Regions from separate parts of the Mus musculus genome. Here region 1 is linked to region 2. A link is a contact called in public Hi-C data. All regions are on one chromosome and are shown on one strand. The core of a region is the stretch at or near the end of the contact, and the rest is flanking DNA. Distances in the headings are between cores, read along the strand shown. Region 1 overlaps Gm41075 (a long non-coding RNA gene). Region 2 holds the start of Itga1 (integrin alpha 1).

Evidence for each region. Hi-C and Micro-C count contacts between places; a contact is called where the count stands out from the background.
Region 1: a Hi-C map of bone marrow-derived macrophages shows a contact between it and region 2, with 2.4 times the contacts expected there. The contact joins the enhancer-like site here to the promoter of Itga1 in region 2. A contact is called at or near these places in 3 of 39 promoter capture datasets (embryonic stem cells, pre-B cells and stem cell-derived epiblast-like cells), 6 of 484 Hi-C or Micro-C datasets (bone marrow-derived macrophages, cerebral cortex, liver and 3 more), 4 of 115 datasets of contacts at active chromatin or transcription factors (CD8 T cells, bone marrow-derived macrophages, kidney and 1 more) and 1 of 9 other capture datasets (adipose tissue).

Annotation. Positions count from the first base shown.
Region 1 is chr13:115,135,685-115,138,869 of GRCm38.p6, forward strand. Gm41075 (a long non-coding RNA gene) reads left to right here. Exons shown (of 3, transcript XR_001780853.2): 3 at 14-154. Among named protein-coding and RNA genes, the nearest start is that of Gm25985, 21 kb to the left of the region's middle. Within about 2 kb of position 1,302, at least 10 of the 459 cell types and tissues checked have an H3K27ac peak or open chromatin away from gene starts, as enhancers often do. A contact at or near this core is called in bone marrow-derived macrophages, where this site is marked.
Region 2 is chr13:115,100,365-115,103,483 of GRCm38.p6, forward strand. It overlaps Itga1 (integrin alpha 1), which reads right to left and starts at 1,600. Exons shown (of 29, transcript NM_001033228.3): 1 at 1,107-1,600. The coding sequence starts at 1,167.

The DNA of each region.
Region 1 (3,185 bases), core at 52-2,551, 35 kb after region 2:
GTTATACTTGCAGACAGGAGTCTAGCATGGCTGTCTTCTCAGAGGCTAACTCACACAGCAGCTAGCTCTCACAGATGGAGACACATCCAAACAGTGGATGGAGCTTGGGGACGCTCATGGAAGAATAAAAGGAAGGATTGTCAACTCCACAGGAAGGCCAACAGTCAACTAACTCAGACCCTTGGGGCTCTCAGAGACTGAACCACCAACTAAAGAACAAACACAGGCTGGGCCTAGGCCTCCCTGCACACATGTAGCAGATGTGCAGCTTGGTCTTCATGTGGGTCCTGATCTAGTGGAGCAGGAGCTATCCCAAAGCTCTTGCCTGTTCCTGGGATATGTTTGTCTAGCTGAGCTGTCTTGTCTGGCCTCAGTGGGAGAGGATATGCCTAGGCTCACAGAGACTTGATGTGCCAGGGTAGGGGACACAAGGGGTCCCAATGCAACCCTCTGAGAAGATAAGGGGAAGAAGGGATAGGGGATGGACTATGGGAAGGGGTGACTTCGGGGGGGGGAGGGGGGCCAATGAGTGAATGTAAAGAGAACAAGCACAAAAAAATTGAATTAAATTTAATTTAAAAAAATGTGTGTTTCTCTTGGGTATAAGTTGTTGAGTATATGTTGCCCTGTCTGGGATGTAAAAAGCAATCAGAGAAGCAGCAAATAGAACTTTATTCTCTAGATATCATACATTAAAGACAATGTCTGTATAGAATATTATATCCATTAAATAAAGTAGAAAAACTGTACTAGTAGAAAATAAACTTATATATCAACAAGATGTAATCATAATTATTCTCACATGTCTATGATTAATTCAGCATCACAATAAATACTTCTGGGTTTCTCTGTTTCCATCTCTTTGCTCTTTGCTTGGATAGTCCTTAGTGCTTATGAGTTGATACGTGGGTATAATGCCAAAAGTGTAGGAGAAATATTTAGAGGAAAAAATTTAACTGATTAAGACATTTGTTTTGTCTATTGGCTTAATGTTCAGAGAATTGTAAAAACAAAACAAAACAAAACAAAACCATACAACTCAGTTTTATGGTGGGAAACAGACCGTACAAGGGACCACGTCACGAGCAAATTATGTTTCTCCATTTACAATATCAGAAGAGTCTTCAGGGTGCTAGAATAGGTGCTTCCTAGCCCTATGCATCTCAATTTTTGAAGTATAAACAAGATGTGTGTTACCAGATGGAAAAAAATTCTGTTAAAACCAAAAGCAAAACCAAAACTTGCACTGGAACACTTTCTCATCATTCAAATCAAGGGAAATAAACATTGGAGAGGAAGTGAAAGAGCTTGAATGCAAGGAAATTTTCTTCCTACAACAGAGCTCCGAAGACTTATCTAACTTCCTACTAACCATGAAAGAATGCTTTCTACTCTGTCATATGAATTTATGTCAGTCTCTATTATATATTAGTGCATGTGTCTGGGGGATATAGTAAGGAACAAGGAAAAGAAAATTCATTTTTAAAATGAAACTTTGATTTTCATCAAAGTGGAGAGAAATAGGAAATTAACAAAAGGTGGAAAGTAACATGACGCCTCTTATCTTTGCCAGTCTAGGTTACTGTAAAAAAATGTTATTTCAAAAACAATGTATTGTAGAATTCATTTAATCCCAACCTGAGGTTTCTACCCTGCCTTTGACCATTCAGTTCCTAGACAAAAGGCACACAACTTTTATTATTTATAATAAAATAATCATAATAAAATAATTAAACAGTACAAGAACTGGGCAGATATCTACCCTCTATTTGATTGTCTCTATGTTATTAGAATCTACTTTCCTATCGATAATCTCAAGTTATTACTTACTATATTTCATTTGGGTTGCTCTTAACTCCAATTGGGCAGCTCTCAGGGCCATGTTTTCTTGATTTCTAACCCATGTTATCTCTCTCTCTCTCCCCCTACATCTTCTTCTGCCACTCATTGTTCTCCTCTGACCCCCAAGCCTGGGAACCCTAACCCCTGCCTATGCCTCTTCTCCCCAGCTATTGGCGGTCAGCATTGTTATTTACCAATCATAAATAATTTGGGGGCAAGTTCACATAGTGTCACTTTGGTCTACCAGTAGACTCTCTTGTCTCTGGGCAACCAGGTTCTGAGGAACCAGTATTAGCACTAGAATATAAGCAGCATCAGGCCAAGCCACTAAGCAATGTTTCTTACAGTTTTGACCATTGAGAATACCAAGAACATGGAGCCAGCAGATCCAGTTTCTGATGGATCTTTTTCTGGATTGCAAATAACTGTCTTGGTTTTATCCTCATTTACCACAGTGGTGCTAGGGAGAAAGGGTCCCATTGCTCTACCTCTTTTTATATGGCTGCTTATCACGCTATGAGAAACCCACCCTCGTGAGTGATTAAAATACTAGCTATACCCACCCTCTCCCAACCCAACTTCCCTTTGCCCCAATATTAGAAGTTGTGCATTCAACATAAGGCTTCCCTGGAGAGGCGTAGTCTATGGTAGTCTATGACATCCCTGTGTTCTAGAAAGCAAGGGTAAGATGGTTGTAGCAGAAGAGCAAAGCATCCGTGGCATGGTTAGAAAACTGTCCTATGTGAAGTGAGGAGACAGTAGCAGAGCCAGGCAGGAGATGTGATCAGACTTTGTAGAAGCTTGTAGTTCATGTACAGGGCTTGTATTTCATTCTGAGATGTAAGCCAGTGGAGGATTTTTAGCAAAGGCACGACGGAATCATCTGACTGAGCATCATGGAGTCATCCTGTGGTCTTTCAAAGCAGACTACAACACGGCAAGGACGGAAGCAAAACAGGTGATGAGAAAACAATTGCGAGGCTCCCAGTGTGGCATGACAGTAGGTTAGATTGATGTGAAGTTGAGGAAGGGTTGTTGAGTTTTGATTGTTTCTTTCGCATACAGTTGGCACTTTTGATGGTGGGAGAATAGAAATAGAATTGTCAAGTGTGACTTCAAAGTCAAACACTTCCTCACATAGCAAACAGCTTACTCAGTGTATTCTTTGTTCCACTTCAGAAGACTCACCAAGCTTACGAGTCATACGCAAAAGCACCCTGATGCTCGGGATCCCACTGTCCTCACCAGATCCACAAGATAATTTGCTACATGCTGCTTGCACATGGGTACCCATCACAGTCACCCAAGAAGTTATACATGACTAAGGGCTACTGGATTCGACA
Region 2 (3,119 bases), core at 350-2,849:
TGCAAAACATCAAGATACAATCTCTGAAAGTTAGGGTTGGAAGGGACTCACAAGCCAAGCTTGCATCAAGGGTCAATGCAGGAGCCGGTAGGTTAAAACCACTCCTTGGCCTAGAATGCTGTTTAGAAGTCACCACTGTTTGGATTCCTGGGCATTTCCTGAAGAGTGGGAAATGTTGGGATGAAAGCCCGTAGCTCGTTAACTGCCCACACCACTTTACTATGACAGAGGATGGGCTTATTAAAACTCCATTTGGAAGTGAATGTAAGGGTTCTCAGTGCTTAGCCGTCCACTGCAGGGTTAACTGGCCCTATGTAATAGTCCAATGTGAAATTAACTAGTTAGGCACGCCAACAGTGAAAACAATCAGGCAATTGAATATCATGTCCTGTTAAAGAAAGCTACTAATTGAAGAACTAAAGAAGTGATAAACTGTGCTTAAATCCTTTCACTTGGACACCAGCTCAGTTTCCCTCCCCAACTGGTAACTACAATAAAGGCTGTGAGCTTAGCTACTGTTAGGGAAATCGGAAATGTCCCCACATTTCTCTCAGTTGAATAGAACACTGCAGTATCTTTTAAGAAGGTACTGCACCTTCTTAAGAAACGCATTTGTATTTGAAAGACAGCACTGCGACATTTGGGTGCTAAACATTCAATTTCAAAATGTTCCGCCTCTTAGGAGCTAACGTAGAAACGTCATATTGGGACAAGAAGTAGATTTGTCTGGCATGCCTGTCTTTCCTTGTTCTTTGGCAGAGAAGGTCCTAAGTATTAAAAAGGAAGAAAATGCTATCAAGTTCACTTCTGAGCAACCCTAGGGCAGGAACTTTGCACACTAATCAGACGCCTCCGGTTACTCTCTCCCTTGCAATAATTCAAATGCCTAAAACACAACGCACAACTTAAAAACAACTTTAATTAGAAATGCCAGATGTACTTGGAAAGTTCTCAGCACCTCCTCCCTCACGCGGGCGCTACCTTCAGTCCTTTGAACTGACAGCTGTACCTGAGGTCCCCTCTGGTTTGCCCTTCTGCTATGTGTGTCACCCCTCACCAAAGCCCCAAGCCCCACCAGAGATGCTCAGGAAAGCAGGGTCGCTCACCGGTGAGAAGCCAGATGCAGGCTACAGTGACCTCTAGGCTAGCAGGACGCCTGGGGACCATTGCTGGAGTGGCTGCTGGAACCAGCGACGTACTGGTTCGTGGGCAGGAGCTGGCAGGAACAGGCAGAAGCCAGGCGCCGGCGACTTGCGCTCTGGGTCACTCGGTGCGGTCTCCGCGGGTGTCCGGCAGCGGCCCCAGCGGCTGCAGCGCCCTGGAGCGGTGGAAGAGTAATTTCCTGTGTTTTGGTCGAATGCTGCTAAGCCCGCTCCACGCTTCTCAGATCCCAGATGGATTGCCACATCTCCCGCCCCTTTGCGCTCAAGTCTCTGAAATCTCACTGGCAGCCACCCAGGCTCTGTCCGAGACATGGACAAATAAAGCCAACTTCGCGGGACCGTGTTTAGGCTAAAGTCCACAGGCAGCAGCAAAGCAAACCTTAAAGGGACATCTGCCTTTCACTGAGAGGGCGATCTTGCTTCACGAACCAAATCCCAAAGGTGGTTGGAAGGCGGGGCTGGACATTCAGGAGGGTGTCGCCAGTCTAGTAGCCCCGCCTTCGCACCCCAGGACTTCTCCCGGATCTGGGTAGAAAGGGTACTTTCAAAGTGCCCGGGCTTTTACTCCTTGCTGGGAGGCTGCTTTCCTGTGTCCAGCTGCGCAGAATGGATCAGACTCGCAAGGAAGTTAGCCCTTTTATGCTAGCGGACTCAGGAACTTGGCCTTGGAGCCTTCTCGCCTCCAGGCATCCTGGCCACCGGCAAGCTTCTCGGAGGGCTTTCCTTTAAGTTACAGAGAGCTTGCCTCTTTTAGAAGACTCCTGATTAAAGGCAGTTGTAGATAAAGGGTTTTGATGGGGAAATCACAGTAAGACAGCCAGGAAAAAGGGAGAAACTAGACTGGGGGTGGGGAAGGAAGAGTTAGGGAAAGGGGGTGGGGAGGAAGGCAGTCTCCCTTGAAATGGAATGTGGACTATTTTGTCTAAGCTAAATTAGGATGTTTGAACGTTGAGAACTTGCTCTAATAGAAGCCAAGGTATTGTTTTAGGTTTTGTTTAGTTTTCTCCTTCTCCTTCTCCTTCTCCTTCTCCTTCTCCTTCTCCTTCTCCTTCTCCTTCTCCTTCTCCTTCTCCTTCTCCTTCTCCTTCTCCTTCTCCTTCTCCTTCTCCTTCTCCTTCTCCTTCTCCTTCTCCTTCTCCTTCTCCTTCTCCTTCTCCTCCTCCTCCTCCTCCTCCTCCTCCTCCTCCTCCTCCTCCTCCTCCTCCCCCTTCTCCTCCTTCTCCTCCTGGCTTCCTGTGCCTGGTCACTCATGATCCCTTCTAGCTTCAACAAATATGTGTCATTTTCAAGTGGCTTAGCACTTTTGAGAATTTCAAAGAAGAGGAAGGAATGGATGAGTGGGGTTTGTGGTTAGAGCCCCTTGCAGAAATCAGTCCAAGTTAGCAAATACTGGGACATCCCTGTCCAGAGCAGGACAAAGTAGGAGAAGGGTGCCACCCAAAGGAGGACCCACTGTCTAGACTACAAGGCAGGGAGCATAGATAGGGACTGGGAGTGGGGAGGGCTGAAGAAGCACACAGGTATCACTAAGTAAACTGCCAAATAGAGAAATACAGAAGCGACAAGGGGAAAGGACAAATGTTAAAGAAGTCTGGTGGCACACGCCTTTAATCCCTGCACTTGGGAGGCAGAGGCAGGCGGATTTCTGAGTTCGAGGCCAGCCTGGTCTACAAAGTGAGTTCAAGGACAGCCAGAGCTATAGAGCTATATAGAGAAACCCTGTCTCAAAAAAACAAGAAGAAGAAGGAGGAGGAGGAGGAGGAGGAAGGAGGAGGAGGAGGAGGAGGAGGAGGAGGAGGAGGAGGAGGAGGAGGAGGAGAAGGAGAAGGAGAAGGAGAAGGAGAAGGAGAAGAAGAAGAAGAAGAAGAAGAAGAAGAAGAAGAAGAAGAAGAAGAAGAAGAAGAAGAAGAAGAAGAAGAAGAAGAAGAAGAAGACGTCTGAATGTCAAGAATAGGG